2 separate regions of the Mus musculus genome follow, and region 2 is linked to region 1. Evidence: chromatin contacts called from public promoter capture Hi-C data. All regions are on one chromosome and are shown on one strand. Each heading gives the region's core, a stretch centred on a gene start, on an enhancer-like site or on the middle of the called end of the contact. The rest is flanking DNA. Distances are from core to core; before and after follow the strand shown. Region 1 holds the start of 2010001A14Rik (RIKEN cDNA 2010001A14 gene). Region 2 holds the start of 2210407C18Rik (RIKEN cDNA 2210407C18 gene).

What was found. Promoter capture Hi-C pulls out the DNA fragments that hold promoters and counts their contacts.
Region 2: a contact with region 1 is called in a promoter capture Hi-C map of liver, with 4 times the contacts expected there. The contact joins the promoter of 2210407C18Rik here to the promoter of 2010001A14Rik in region 1. A contact is called at or near these places in 2 of 39 promoter capture datasets (hippocampal neurons and liver).

What each region holds. Positions count from the first base shown.
Region 1 is chr11:57,797,252-57,804,805 of GRCm38.p6, forward strand. It overlaps 2010001A14Rik (RIKEN cDNA 2010001A14 gene), which reads right to left and starts at 4,216. Exons shown (of 4, transcript NR_131042.1): 1 at 3,983-4,216. It overlaps Sap30l (SAP30-like), which reads left to right and starts at 4,386. Exons shown (of 4, transcript NM_001081168.1): 1 at 4,386-5,038. The coding sequence starts at 4,841.
Region 2 is chr11:58,608,466-58,616,019 of GRCm38.p6, forward strand. 2210407C18Rik (RIKEN cDNA 2210407C18 gene) reads right to left here and starts at 5,027. Exons shown (of 6, transcript NM_144544.2): 1 at 4,951-5,027; 2 at 4,341-4,430; 3 at 4,049-4,162; 4 at 3,514-3,669; 5 at 2,213-2,347; 6 at 1-47. The coding sequence starts at 4,413.

The sequences.
Region 1 (7,554 bases), core at 2,966-5,465:
AGCACCACTGTGTGCAGTGTCTGTCATCCCAGTTCTAGGAAGGTGAAGGCAAGAGAATAGGAGGTTTAAGGTAACTCTTGACTACATAGTGGGTCCCAGGCCAGCCTGGAATATGTGAGACACTGTCTCCTAATGAAAGAAAAGGGAGGGAGGGAGGGAGGGAGGGAGGGAGGGAGGGAGGGAGGGAGGGAGGGAGGGAGGGAGGAAGGGAAGGAAGGAAGGAAGGAAGGAAGGAAGGAAGGAAGGAAGGAAGGAAGGAAGGAAGGAAGAAAGGAAGGAAATAACTTGTTAACATATCATAGCACATGAAGAGTGGTGCTCAGATCTGAACACTGTTCCAACAGCAAAGCCAACCATCTAATGATGCATAAGATGTAGTATTGTGAGTCATTAAAATGGCAACAACCAGAGTTATGCACATAAAGAAGAAAGGTTATGATGGAACATCCCTGGAAGAAAGACTCCAGGATGTCTGCAAAGAATGGTCAGGCATGAGAGCAGGTGATCACACATGGTACTTACACGCACTCCACAAACGAAGCGCCTATACACATGCATGCTCTACAAACAGGATCGATGCTTATTCTGATCTCAAGGTGAGCTTATTTTAACCGGGGGGGTGGGGGTGTGGGGGGAGGGGGAGGAGGAGGCTGTAAAGAACACTTGGATGACAGCAGGAATGGCTGCTGTCCTGAGGACTGCTCCGGAGCCCCTAAAAGGAGCTCCTTACTCCTACAGCCACGGAAGGCTGCCAGGGAAGCAGACGGGTGCTGCAATGACCTGGCAGAATGCAAGACTTCTGAAAAGCATCTCAGCATAAAAAAAGAAGAGCCAGGCGGTGGTGGTGCACGCCTTTAATCCCAGCACTTGGGAGGCAGAGGCAGGTGGATTTCTGAGTTCGAGGCCAGCCTGGTCTACAGGACAGCCAGGGCTACGCAGAGAATCCTTGTCTCGAAAACCCAAAAAAAAAAAAAAAAAAAAAAAAAGGAGGAGGAGGAGAAGGAGAAGAAAAAGAAAAAAAAAAAAACACTTTAATCCCAGCACTTGGGGGGCAGAAGTAGGTTGATCTCTGTGAATTCAAGGCCAGCCTGGTCTACAGAGTGAGTTCCAGGACAGCCAGGGCTACACGGAGAAACCCTGTCTTGAAAAGCAAAACAAAACAAAAAACATGCAAAGAAAAGCAGAGTTTACATCCATACCACCCATACCATGGGACCTCTGAACCAGCGCACACTGCCTTGTGTATACTCCCAACTTCATTCTCCACTCTCAACTTTTTACCTACATGGTATCCGTATCAGGCCAGCGGCATGCTTGCTTCTGTAGCTGCCTGTGCCAGTTAGTTCTTGTTTTGTTCTGAAGATTTATTTATTTTATGGATATGAGTATCCTACACCTACATGCCAGAAGAGGCTGTCAGATCACACATTATAGATGGTTATGGGCCAGCATGTGGTGGCTGGGGATTGAACTCAGGACCTCTGGAAGAGCAGATAGTGCTCTTAACCACTGAGCCATCTCTCCAGAACTTGCTCTGGAATATGCACTCTGAAGCAAGATTCCTAGTAAATTGTGTTTTTTTCCATTAATATTTTATTATTTTTGTTACTGTAAAAGCAAAAAAAAAAAAAAAAAAAAGCTTATTAGGTATATTGCAAAAGTAGAACAAAGTATAAAAATGTCAACCACATTTCTGCTACCCCAAATTATCACTCTTTGTAATATGGAGTATTATTTCTCATGTGGTTTTGATTTTCAAAAAAAAAAAATGATGACATTTCTTTTTTTCTGTGGGGAGGTAGTGTATTCCTAACACAGGGAGGCTGAGGTCAGAAGATAATCTGCATTGCTAATTCTCTCCTTCTGCCATGCGGGTGCTGGGGATAGAACTGAGGTCAGCAGGCTTATTGGAAAGGGCTTTAACCCACTGAATCATCTCAGTCCTCCCTTCCTCCCCCAAAGCTTGGTTAATGTTGCTGTTTGGGTTTGGTTTGGTTTGGTTTGGTTTGGTTTGGTTTGGTTTGGTTTGGTTTGGTTTGGTTTGGAGATGGGGCTCTAGCATACTCCCAGGGAGGCCAAATTTCCTGGAGCTCGAATTTCTGGCAGTGGAGAGCCTATGTAGGGGTTTAATGGAAATGAACTGGGATCTTCTGGAAGAGCAGTTATCTCCCCAGCTCTCACCCTGCATGTATTATTTATTTTAAAATAAATACACACACATCACATTCCACAAGTCCATATGCAATTCTATATCCTCGTTTTGTTTTGTTTGAAACAAGGTCTCACATAGCCCAGGCTAGCCTCAAGTTCAATAAGAACTCCAGATCCCGCTACACACTTCCCAAGCAGTGGCATAGCAGGTGTGGACCACCGTGGAGCGCTCATTACTCAGCATTGACAAGGCGTTGTCAAGCGCTCGGAGATCTTTGCTACAGAGTTGCTGGTGAGTTTTAACACTTTCTGAAGATGTTTAATTTTGCTTCACCTCTTCTCGTTTGTAACTTTTAGAGTATTTTTTATAAGCAATTTCGTAATGGACACATTTTGTTTTGTTTTGTTATTTTGAGACAAGGTCTCACAAAACCAAGACTGACTTGCGAGCTATGTAGTCAAGAATGATCTTGAGGGGCTGGAGAGATGGTTCAGCGGTTAGGAGCACTGACTGTTATTCCAGAGTTCAATTCCTAGCAACCACATGGTGGCTCACAACCATCTGTAGTGGGATCTGATGCCCTTTTCTGGTGAGTACAAAGACAGCTACAGTGTATTCATATCCATAAAATAAATAAATAATTCTTTTAAGAAAAGAGAGAGAATGCCCTTGAACTTCAGATCTTCCTGCTGAAAGGTGGGACTACAGGCCAGTGCCGCCACATCCTGTTTAAGTAGTAATGTGGAACAAATCCAGAGCCTCGAGTGTGCTGATCCACTCTGCCACCAAATTACAGCCTCAGCCCCCACAGTGGCCTTAAATTTTTATCTGGTAGGTGTATTTTCTAACATACTGTCTCCTGTGTGAAATTAATAAAAGTAAACTGTACAAACGCACTTTTAGACCTCTGGAGAGAATTTAAGAGCTTTCCGGACACCCATCCCATAACCATACCTCTCCCCCACAACACTACTGACTGTAGGACCCGACCCTCAGAAAATTCCCTGTGTCCTTGCATCAAGGACGAGGTGACACCCTGGTCTTGGCAGGGTGCGGTGGCCTCCTCCCGGGTTGGTCTGAGTTAGCTTGAAGCAATAAAACTACAAATCAGTCTCTAACAAGTCTGAAGGTGAGTCCTCCGTTGGTGGCCTAAGGGCTTTTCACCTTTGCCTCAGCCCACAAAGTCCACCCTGAAGATCAACCCAGGCCAGGGTTGCTCTGACGCTGGGCTCTCCTCCTTAAGTCCCTTCTTCCTTGGTGCCCGCTGTACTCAAAGATTTCTAGTTCACCTGTCCGACCTCTCCTGTCTCTCAGTGCCTCTTTACGCGCATATGCACTTCCTCGTTAGCTTCATGTCCCACACCATGCACCCTGTCTCCCGCTGCCGCGTAGATCCTCCAGCCCAGGCTTTTCCGTTTTGCCCAGTCTGTTCTCCTGGCAGCACTTTCTCCCTAAGGTCTCCTTCCCATACCCTTCCCTTGTCCCTCAGTTTTCCTCCGCACGTCGATGCTTCAGTCCACTGCGAACGTGATCTCTGCTGCAAGTCTGTCCCTGCTTCCCGCAGACCCCACTCAACATAGGAGACCTTGCGGCCTGTCAGATCCGGCTTAGCATTTCGTTCCATAACCGGCTTGCTCACAACCCCACTATGGAGCCGGACCTCTGCTCAGGATCCCGCGCTGGGATTGGGAACCTGCTCAACATCCCATCCCGGAATGGAGACCCTGCGACCCTCCATATCCCGCTCAGCACCACTCCCTGAGGTGGAGGCCCCGCGTCCCTCCTGACCTAACACAGCATCTCGCCCCAGAGCCAGAGGACCTCGCTCACCATTCCTGGCCCGGACCAGGACATCTTGCATTCTTCCAGACCCCGTTCAGCATCCCTCGCGGAGCGAGGTCCCTATTTACCATCCTAACGGCCTAGAACATCCTGCATCCCTCCAGACCCATCTCAGCATCCCACTCCACAACCAGGACTAAACCTGCGGCCCGCTGTCCTCTCTAGCCCGGGTAACTCTTCCCTCTTGCACTTTCTCTACTTTGAACCCATCCCAGCAGAGTCCAGGAAGTAGCCTGGCACCGGAGACCGGCAGCGATGGCGCCCAATGGGAACTGCCAGCGGCGACGTGGGCCCCGCCTACATAAAGAATACGACCATTGAGCGCACAGAGGCGGGACTTCCGCTGTGCCGCGGCGGGCGGGGGAGCGCACTGTTGTGGTGCGGCGCGTCGGGCGGGCGGCGGCCGGGGCGGCCCAGGGGCTGCCGCGGGGACTCGGGGCGCCGCCGAGCGGCCAGGCGCTGGGGCGGCCCGAGCACACCGCGGGGCCCGGACACGGCAGGTTCGAGGCCGGGCCCCCGCGCGGGGAGCCACGGGGTGGAGACTTTGCCGCGCGGCGCGGAGCAGGCGGGAGCCGGCGGGGGCCTCGGGAGCCCCAGGGCGGCCGGGCCCGGATCCCGGGGGAAGCCTCGTGAGCCCCGGCCGGAGCCTCGGCGTGTGCATCCCCGCCGGGGCCCGGGCTGCAGGAGCACAGAGCAGCCGGGCCTCGCGGAGCTCGGAGCGCGCCTGACCCAGGGCGCACCGTGGGACCCGGGCGCGGGGCTGGCGAAGAGCTGCCCCGCGGGGCTAGCAGCCGCGGAGTGGCCTACAGGGGTCCTCCCCCGGAGGGGCCGGGCCGGGGCGGGGAGATGAACGGCTTCAGCACAGAGGAGGACAGCCGCGAAGGGCCCCCTGCCGCCCCCGCCGCCGCCCCGGGCTACGGCCAGAGCTGCTGCCTCATCGCGGACGGCGAGCGCTGCGTCCGGCCCGCGGGCAACGCCTCCTTCAGCAAGAGGGTGCAGAAAAGCATCTCGCAGAAGAAACTCAAGCTGGACATAGACAAGAGCGTGAGTCTCGGGGCATAGCGCAGGGCCGCGGGAAGGGACCCCGGGGACGCTCCGCGCGGTGGGCCTCGCCGCGCAGTCTGTGCAAAACAGGGGACTCAGGTTCTTGGAGGCCGCTCGGTGCTCCGCGACGCTGCCCGCGTCCCCGAGGGTGGGCTGGGAAACCAGGGAGGGCTTGGCACACTCTCCCTGCCTGGGAAAGCGACAGCAGTTTCCAGCTGTCACTGTTGCGCCGAATAGCAGAGCAGAGAGAGGTGGGTTACTTTTGCAAGAATTGGGCAAAAGAGGTGACAAGGGAACCGGGAGGATCTTCTCCAACTTCGTCCTCCCTCCAGGGACCTTGTCGCTCTTTCAGACACTAGCAAGGTGGCCGCGACTTTCCTGTCTGCCGCGGCCTCCGGTCTCTGCAGCGCAACACAGAGCCCGCTTCGCTGGCAGCGAATGAGTTTTTCTGAGATGTGGCAGAAATAAGGCCAAGGCCGGGTCTTAAATGATTTGCTGTGGATGTGATTGAAGGGGGCGGGGAATCAGCTTTCTTGCGGGGATTAGCATCTTTGGTAATGCCGTTGGAGGTGGAGAGGTGCAAATTTAAAATGGAATGAGATTGCCCTATGCCTTGTGGCTAATTATAAGAAACTTCCTGAGTGATTTCACCTACTCTGGTCCTCAAGATGTGCCTACTGCCAACCGGTTAAGAACTTTTCAGTTTGACATCTGTTGCTGCAAGCCCTGAGTGGCAGCTTCCAGGTTAGGAATTGAGACTGAGTTAAGGAACTTCTCATATTCAGGAGTTTGAATGATTACTGTTCAACGGTTTGGGGAAATCAGACATTGCTTGGTAGCGGGAAAGGGAGCCGATCTTTACACTTCTGATGTGGCAGAAACTGAGGCTGGGGGCGGGGGGGTAGGAAGCAATGGCGCCAAGAGCACACTGCACTTAAAAGCTGGCTAATTTCCTAAGCCCACTTATTGCCTGGCTTGCTTCCAAACCTTACACCCAGTTTTCATTCGTCTATAATAAATAAGATCATCATCCTTTCTTCTAGACTCTTCTCTTGCACACTCAGTTTTATTTAGTCAACCAGTAGAATCCAGCTCATTTGAAATCGTGCTGGGTTTTGTTTTTTGTTTTTTTATGATTGGGACCTTCCTTTTTACAAATGTCTTGTCAGTAAATAAATGAGTGAGTGAATGAATGAATGAATGAGATTACTCTGAAGCAAAGCTGGCTAAACCCTCAGGTGTCCCCTGCTAATCACACATGGGAGTGAAAGTGATCCCGAGACTGGGGATGAGTTTATCCACATGGAAACGGTGCCTGCCTCCCGTGTGGGCTGCTGGCAGTGCTCACATCTGGATGGTTTTGTTGTTGCAGTAAAGACTCCATTTATCCACTCACCCCATGGGGAAGCCATGTGGAGCAGTGTTGAGCATGTCGATGTCACACACACTCACACACACATCATCATCATCTGGAAGAAAGGCCCCCTCTGCCCTGTACTAGCATCCCCAAAGGCAGTACTTGGGAAGGCTTGTGGTTAGATGTGCGGCCTTAGTCCATTTCAAGGTGGTAGTACAGAGTCATTATCTCTGAAACAGTTTCTATTTCATTCCACAGATGGGCAGGAATTCAGTCCCAAGTAAGTGCTGTGTTACTAGAATGTCTAGCTGTTGTAGCAAGTGAAACAGGAAAGAAAAAACAAACAAACAAACAAACAAAAAAACCCAGACAACCACAGTGAGCCTTTGCTTCCACCCTAAGGCCCCCACCTCACCCACAAAAGCCCCTGAGTCCTGAGATTGCTGAAAAGCAGATTAGACTTGAACATGGTTAAGGACAGAGAATAGCTGTCTGGTAAAAGGATCTGGCAAAAGCCCTTTTAAAATACTATAGCACCCCCCTTCAGGTGGCCACTGGCTGCCTCTGTACTGTATTAGTACATAGCCAACTTGCCGCTGATGGGTTTCTTCTTTGCTTCTGGAGAGTGCTCGAAGCTGGGGATCACATAAAGGAAACAGGCTCCAGTGTCGCTTGGGTTGCTGCCCCCTGCTCTGGTCTGGCCTCTTCCTACCTAAGCTTTAGAAACACCCCACTCTGCCACTCATTCTTCCCAGTTTACCACTATGCTGTGGGAAGCCACTTGCGCTCTCTCTCTCTCTCTCTCTCTCTCTCTCTCTCTCTCTCTCTCTCTCTCTTGGTTTCTCGAGACAGGGTCTCTCTGTAGCCCTGACTGTCCTGGAACTCACTCTGTAGACCAGGCTGGCCTCGAACTCAGAAATCCTCCTGCCTCTGCCTCCCAAGCGCTGGGATTAAAGGCGTGCGCCACCACTGCCCAGCACCACTTGCTCTCTCAAGAGCCACTTACTTACATTGTCAGCCCAAGTGCCAGCTGCCAGGAATGGAGCAGAGGTCACATGTCCTCTTGTTTCACCTGGGTGTTACTCTTTTTGGTTTTTTCGAGACAGGGTTTCTCTGTGTAGCCCTGGCTGTCCTGGAACTCACTCTGTAGACCAGGCTG
Region 2 (7,554 bases), core at 3,777-6,276, 810 kb after region 1:
TTCTGTTGCACAGCCTTTTCCATACATTACTATATTAGAAGATGGGTCTGTTGAAAGAAAGAGCCAGCAGTTAGTTTTCCCCACTCTTCCTCACCCATGTTCTCTGGGGAAAGAAATGTGCCCAGAATGATCTTAATTATGTAACCTCTGTCTCTGCGTGATAAACATACAAACAGCTGGATGCATAGGCTGGGCCTCTGCTTAAGGCATGCTTACCAACACCAGGGTTCAGAACTCTTTCATTACAAGGAATGAACTTAATATACACAAGAAGGACACTAGCTGAAAGACTGCAAATGTTTGGCTAAATTTTAAATTGTGTCTGTGCTCCATCCTAACTTCACTGTGGAAGATGGAGGGAAATGTTGTCGATGCTCTGGCGCTCAAGGCCTTCTTTCAAGACCTCTGAGCTCCATGAAGAACCAACACTATGGATACGCATGTCTCCATTTCCCATGGAAACTGAACTAGAAGGCTGCCCTGCTATGGATGGCTTCAACCACCCTCTGTATCCTATGTGACATCCCATTGTCCCTGTTCATCTCAACTCTTCTCCACAAAGACCCTTTCCCTATGCACCCTAGACCATCCTTCAAGATGATTCCAGATATAAGGCCTGACTTGTCTTCAACTCATCAAGTTCTCAGTTCCATAATTCCACGAAGTATTTCATGCCGTGATCAGAAAAGAGTTGCATTGCCTCCCTCCCGTTATATAGTGCCCAGAGAAGATCCCACAGTTGCTTTTCTGGCTCCTACCTGAGTGATATATGCACCCTACACAACAATACATTGTTCTGATCATTCAGAGAAAAAAATCATAAAACTTTTACTAAATTCACAGCGGTCTATGAAAAGCTCAAGTGCTCACCTATGTGACATCCAGAAATGAAGTCACCTGCTGTGTTGTCAATGAGCTAAGGCCCCATTGCAGGATATCACAGCAAGGCAGGTGCAAGCATTTGTATTTCTTTCCCTTACTACCCCCTACATCCAACACACACACACACACACACACACACACACACACACCTCTTCAACTGTCAGCAAATGACTCCCTCTAGATCTTGGAGAGCTTATCTCTCCAAGATCTATAGCTTGCTTGACCCTACCTTGCCCTTTTCTCTGTGAGGAAACTAATTTCTAAGAGGACCCCTCCCCCACTCACCAACTACTGGCCGAGCGGTTTTCTGTAGGCCCCATTCATGTTGTGTCAGGATTCACTGTATAAGGATTGTATTGAGAGTAGAGATGAGGGGAGAGATTTGACTCTTGAGAGGGGCCTGTCACATTAGGTGATGCGGAAGGATGGGGTGGACACGCAAGACATGAGAGAATTAGGAACTAATTGCATTCTTAGTTTTGATTCTGCCCTGGATTTTGTTTTTGTTGTTTGCTTGCTTGTTGTGTCTCTCTGTGTGTGTGCATATACTTATATGGAGGACAAGCACATAAAACTATAGTTGACAATGAAAGTGTAAACTTCAATCCCATTCTCCACTTCTTCAGATTGGAGACGGATGATCTTTGGGTCTGAATATTCTCACGCTATGAGGTTTTAAATTTGTAAGTTCTTTGAAGTTTTAATTTAAAAAAAATACAAAAAACAGGAGCAGAAATGATGTCACTTCTGAGATTAGACTATTAAAGCCTATAGCTCCTCCTATCAGTCTGCCTCTCTCTATCTGATCACTAGTACCGAGGGAAGTCAGCTGATTGACCATGGGGCCACTTCATGAAAAGGAGCTGACAATACCAAACCATGAAGGAAGTGGAAAGCAGATCCCACATCTGAAGGACCTCAAGCCCTGCTGACAAGTCACACAGCCCCAGGAGACACCCTGAGCATCTGAAGGACCCCAGGCCCTGATGACAAGTCAAGTCACACAGCCCCAGGAGGCACCCTGAGCATCTGAAGGACCCCAGACCCTGATGACAAATCACACTGCCCCAGGAGACATCCTGAGCATATGAAGGACCTCAGCTCCTGCTGACAGCTCACACAGTCCTAGGAGACACCCTGAGCCACAACCAGTGCCAGTGACATGCTCAGATTCTAGACCTGCAGAAACTGGGATTCATATTTGCTACTTTTTAGCTGCTAAGCTTTGGATACACAGACCATCCACATTTTAAAGTAACAAGCAATAATAATAATAATAATAATAATAATAATAATAATAATAATAATAATAATAATAATACACTCATACCTCTGCTGGTAACCTCAATACACCTTTTCTCTGCCCCTGTGCACTTTAGGGGAGTTGTCGTGGAGCACGTATTGGTTTTATTATTGTAGCAGGCAGGACATTCAACACCATTGACTTCTGAAGATAATGGAGGCACTGAATGGAGAGAAAAACGTTTTCATCTTGGGAAATAGAAAGAAGAAACAGCTGAGAATATGTCTATCTACTGCTCATCTAATACAGGGTTTTTCCACGATTCTACCAAAAAGCGTTGCAGTGAGGATGAGCTGGGAGGAGGCTCAGGAGAAGGCACTGGGGTGTGAGTGCCAGGTAGGACCTCATGGGAATTCAGAGTTGTCCTCACTTTCATCAGTTACTCTACTCTTTGCCTTGGAGGGAAAGTCCTAGATAATGGGAGAGGAGAGGATCTGTTTTCTAAAAGTATGCTGTTCAAAGAGTGAGAGATGACCAAGTTGTGGTCCACACAGACCTGTGCTCCCAGCTACTCCAACTTTGGTGGCTGAGGCAGGAGGATTACTTCATCCCAGTAATATAATGCAAGCCTGGATGCATAGCAAGACTCCATTTCAACAATACAAAATCCAAGATGAGTAATGAAGTAGATGAGGAAAGTCTCTTCACAGGAGGAGCAGAGAGAGCAGAGCAGAAAGAGCAGAGCAGAGAGAGCAGAGAGAGAGAGCAGATCAGAGCAGAGAGAGCAGAGCAGAGAGAGCGATCAGAGCAGAGAGAGCAGAGCAGAGAGAGCAGAGTAGAGCAGGGCAGAGAGAGCAGAGAGCAGAGCAGAGAGCAGAGCAGAGAGAAGCAGAGAGAAGCAGAGAGCAGAGCAGAGCAGAGATCAGAGAGCAGAGAGCAGACAGCAGACAGCAGACAGCAGAGAGCAGAGAGCAGAGAGCAGAGAGCAGAGAGCAGAGAGCAGAGAGCAGAGAGCAGAGAGCAGAGAGCAGAGAGCAGAGCAGAGCAGAGAGAGCAGAGCAGAGAGAGGAGAGAGCAGAGCAGAGCACTTAAACCTATAGATTCACTGAACCTACTTAGAGAGTAGACCCCGGACCAATTTCTGCTGCCTCGCTGTTTCTCAGTCTGCAAACGCAAGTGTGTGCACACATATCTCAAGAGCAGGGCTTATATCCAACCCAGGCCCTTACAAATAAAGGTGTCAAGCAAAATGGGAAGGATAGGCATCACTGCTGCTGCCCATAAGCACAGAGATAGACCCATGGAAGATAGAGGAACCCTGAGCAGGTGGTGGGGCACAGACCCTAGCTGTGTTTATGTGTTGGGACACAGACAGGGGGTATACTCACGAGTGAGATTTTCTTTGTTGCACTGCTCACCGGTGCAGCACTGGGTCTTGTATCTAAATTTCTGTCGATTCCCCAGTGTTGCTGAGAACTCCAAGGCACATAGGTTTTGATATGAAGCACACCCTTTTTGCTCAAGTACTAGGTTTGTATCTGGAGCTGCAGGAAATTGAACCACCAAGAAAATTTTCCTCCTAAGCTAGTGGTAAATAATCTGTTCCTTCATCCCCTCTATCTTGAGTGTTGTACTTTCTCAAGAGTCTCTCTGCACTAGTCTCTCGAGAACAAACCAACAGAGCATGGACCACTTGCTACAAAGGGAGTGACTAGTGGTAAGGTACTCACTTAGCAAGCATGATGCCCTGAGTTTGATCCCTGACACACTAAAAGAGTGCAGTCACTCCCAAATGGTCCTGATCATGTAGAGTCTAGGGCCTACAGCAAGCACATGCTCCATCTCCACCCAGCTCCTAGTCTCATCCTGGAAAGGAGGCAAGGATGAATTGGAGGATGCTCAAGGTAGCGAGGGTTGGCTTACATGGTGTTTCCAGTTTCTGTATTTGGCTGAAGCAGCTATAAGAGGTTAGACAGGTACTTGTACCCCCAAGACAATTTCCATTTTCACACGTAGCTTGTATACACGTGTAACTCTCTGTAAGGAGGAAATGTACATCATTTAAAGGGGAATCCCAAAGCCTTGTAGTGGATTTTGCTTCGGAGTCAAGAAGCCATGGGAGGATAAACAGACTACTGGAGTCTCATGGGGTTGGCTACCTCCCCCAGGTACTTGACTGCTTACCTCCCCTTTGCGTTGCTTTGTTTACTCTTACCTACAGAGCAGACAGCTAAGATGCTAAGGACAAAAACTGTGAGGAGGCTTTTCAGGATGGAGGACCAGCCCATGGTGAAGCTTGTGAACACTGCAGGAGATGCAAGTAAGAACAATGGGATCAGAGCAATGGGGCTCAGACCTGTAATCCAGCAATCCACATACTAGACTGTGTTCTTTGTCCATGTATTCAATCAATCAATCAATCATCAATCAATCACCCCTTCACTCATCCTTTCTGAAAGCCCAAATTTGCCAAACACTGGTTTTTCTAGATGTGGCCATTTGGAAGGATGCAAAACTGGAAAAGACTCCATATCCTTTATCCAGGCATGGGGGATGGGGATGGATCCCAGGAAAGGACTTTCAATTAGGAGGAATTCTTTCATGGGACTGGAAGGCACTAGATCCCCTTCCACAGTTGACATGGCCGAGTCAAGAAACAACTCCTCTGGAGAACAGGTGGAGGCTCTGTGTGTACTACAAATTTCTGGGCCATGGTGCTCAAGAGCAATCAGACCCTTAGCTAATGACATGGCTTCACCACTTTCTAAGTCACCTTCCCCCTAATGGATGGCCTCCACCACCAGGTCCACACTAGAAATACTCACCAAGAAGGCTCTTCTGAAAGGACGGCCTTGAGCTGGAGAGGAAGCAATCTCACCTAGAGAAAGGATGAAAGGAGGACTTTCTCTGCCTCCCAGTCACTTTTATAGCCCAGAGGACCAATGCCTGGCAATTAAGACACTGTAAATAGTATCTTGGCATGACGTCAAGTGCACTGCACTTCCTGATCTAGAGAGAGAGACTGTGAGAAGAGTTTTTCCTGAACTTCTGGTTGGTAGGGAAAGGAAGGGAAGGAATTTGTAATGCTGCTGTGCCTGAAGTAAGCCGCAGAACAGTTTAGAGTACTTGAAAGTTAAAAAGTATAGGAATTGTCCTGTAGTGTGTAGCTACCATCCTCCATTGTTGCTTGGGGCAAATCCCCAGAGTCATTCTCTCTCCCATCCTTTCCTTTATCCCTAGAGTCTATTAACTTCTCTGCTTAGAAGGGACCTGATGTGTCCCTCTGTAATTTCACTCCCCCTAACACACACACACACACACACACACACACACACACACACACACACACACACACACACAGCCCGTCTATTTATTTTTAGGCTAGCCTCTTCTTAGGGCATAGCTTAGCAGCCTTCTTATTTACAGTGGAGAGAAAGGCTAAGCTAGAAGGACTCACACTTCCTCTAGTCATCCAGATTTTAAACACATTCTTTCAAAATTCAGGTGCCAAGTTCCCCCTCCCAGGGAAGACAGTGTGCAGAGTTTTGAAGAAGGTGTGGGTTACAGGAAAGGAACAGGGTTGTGCATGTGCCTCAGAAGCTGGGGTGTGAAAGAAATTAGGAGGAACACCTAACAGTCATAGAGGGGACCAACTAAGAAAGGGCATCTGTAGTTACAGAGACCAGCAGAGACTCATCTGGAACTTCCAGTGTTCAAAGTAAGTTGACAAAACATTTCCCGGGTCATAGAAACATGAGCTGGGAGTAGACTTGCCACACTGGCAGGAGATGCTGAGTGAAGATATCATGGGTCCCTAATGATGAAGCCTATCTCCCTTCCTGTTCAATTGCTCAAGATGATGAGACAGCAGCCAAAACATGCTGTACACCCCCTGCCCCCACCAAATACAACGAAGGCCTTTTCAAAGAGTCAGCTTGAGTCTTGTCTTCCAAAGAAGGAATTTGGCATTGCTACCTTGTGGCATTTCATAATGTGCCCCTCATCACTCCCATCCTATCACACACCTGCTCTCACATCTCCCAGGGTCAAAGTCATAGCTGGAGACTGTATTTTATGGTTCCCTATTGATTCAGCTTAATAAGTTTCAAGTTGTGCAACTAGTACTAGACTGTGAGCTCCTAATTAGCTGAGAACAGAGATAAGGTTGGTGACTGCCAGTTGGCTCAGGGCCAAGAGGCCAGACTTGCAGGTCAATGGCCATTTCTCATTAATAGATTGGCTTGGACAGTGCTGAGCAGAACAGCAGCAAGCTGAGGCCACTGTCATTCATCCATGGGGAATGGGAGCATGGCTCTCATCTACCAAGCATCACAGAAACTCTTCCACCTTCTCCCAGGGCAAGGTCTCAAAGAGACTGCTTACATATGGCAGAATTTGGACATAAAACAACAGAAGTTGGATGGGCACTTAGGATAAAAGGGCCAAGGAAGTAACACCCTAACCCTGACTTGTCCCAAGACCAAGGACAAGGGACAAGGGAAAGAATACCTCCAATCCATGAAAAAACCCACCAATCCCTGAGCTTGCCCCAAGATCAGGTCACAGAATACCACCAAATCCCAGGCCACCCTAGAAACTCTGCCCTTCACCCCCTCATCTCTATATAAACCCTGCCTTCTGCTCAGTTCCTTCCTGCTTCTTGCCAGAGCAGAGGTAGCCATCCTCTTTTGTCATTCCTCTTGTTTAAGGCTTGTTGTGCTGTGTGACTTTGTGGTATTCTTTGGCTCCTTACAGCCAGGACACCTTTCCCCTCAGAACCATAACACTTACAGATAACCTCCCAGGCTAAAGAAGAGTAGAGATGAGGCATGGAAAAAACCTAGAGGCCTCCCTCTTTTTGATGTGGGTCAATACACATTTAGCTTCAGAGAGGTCCCACCTATTCCATCTAGAGCTCAGTTCTGAGTTCATTCTTGGGGCCATAAGTGACATTCTGCCTGATATCTCAGACAAAGACATTTCTCAGGAGAAAAAAAGATGTCCTCTTGTGGTCTGCCTCCTGGGAGCAGTCCTAAAAGGGACCTATGCTGCCTATTCTCCAAGCTACTGTGCTGTTCTGATCTTACAACTCCAGCTCCCCAAATCTCCCTTGTCAGTGAGAATATCTCAGTTACACATTTCTTAGTATGTAGCCCAGTTATGCTGCGTAACTTTAAATATCAACACTAGAGTAATCTGGTACCTAGGCCATGAGTCTACAGCTGATTGAGTAGGAAGAGAGGAACACAGAACACCAAAGCTAAGCCTTTGGAAGACTGGAGTGCATTGCCAGGTATTCATTTTTTCTGTGTGTCTCTAGATCTGTTCCCTATTTAGCACCCACCTGTTCCTAGTAGAGACTGTATCCTGAGGGATGGAGTAGGGGAAGGCAGAGTGTTGGTGGCCCAGCCCAGTCAGAGTGAGCAGCA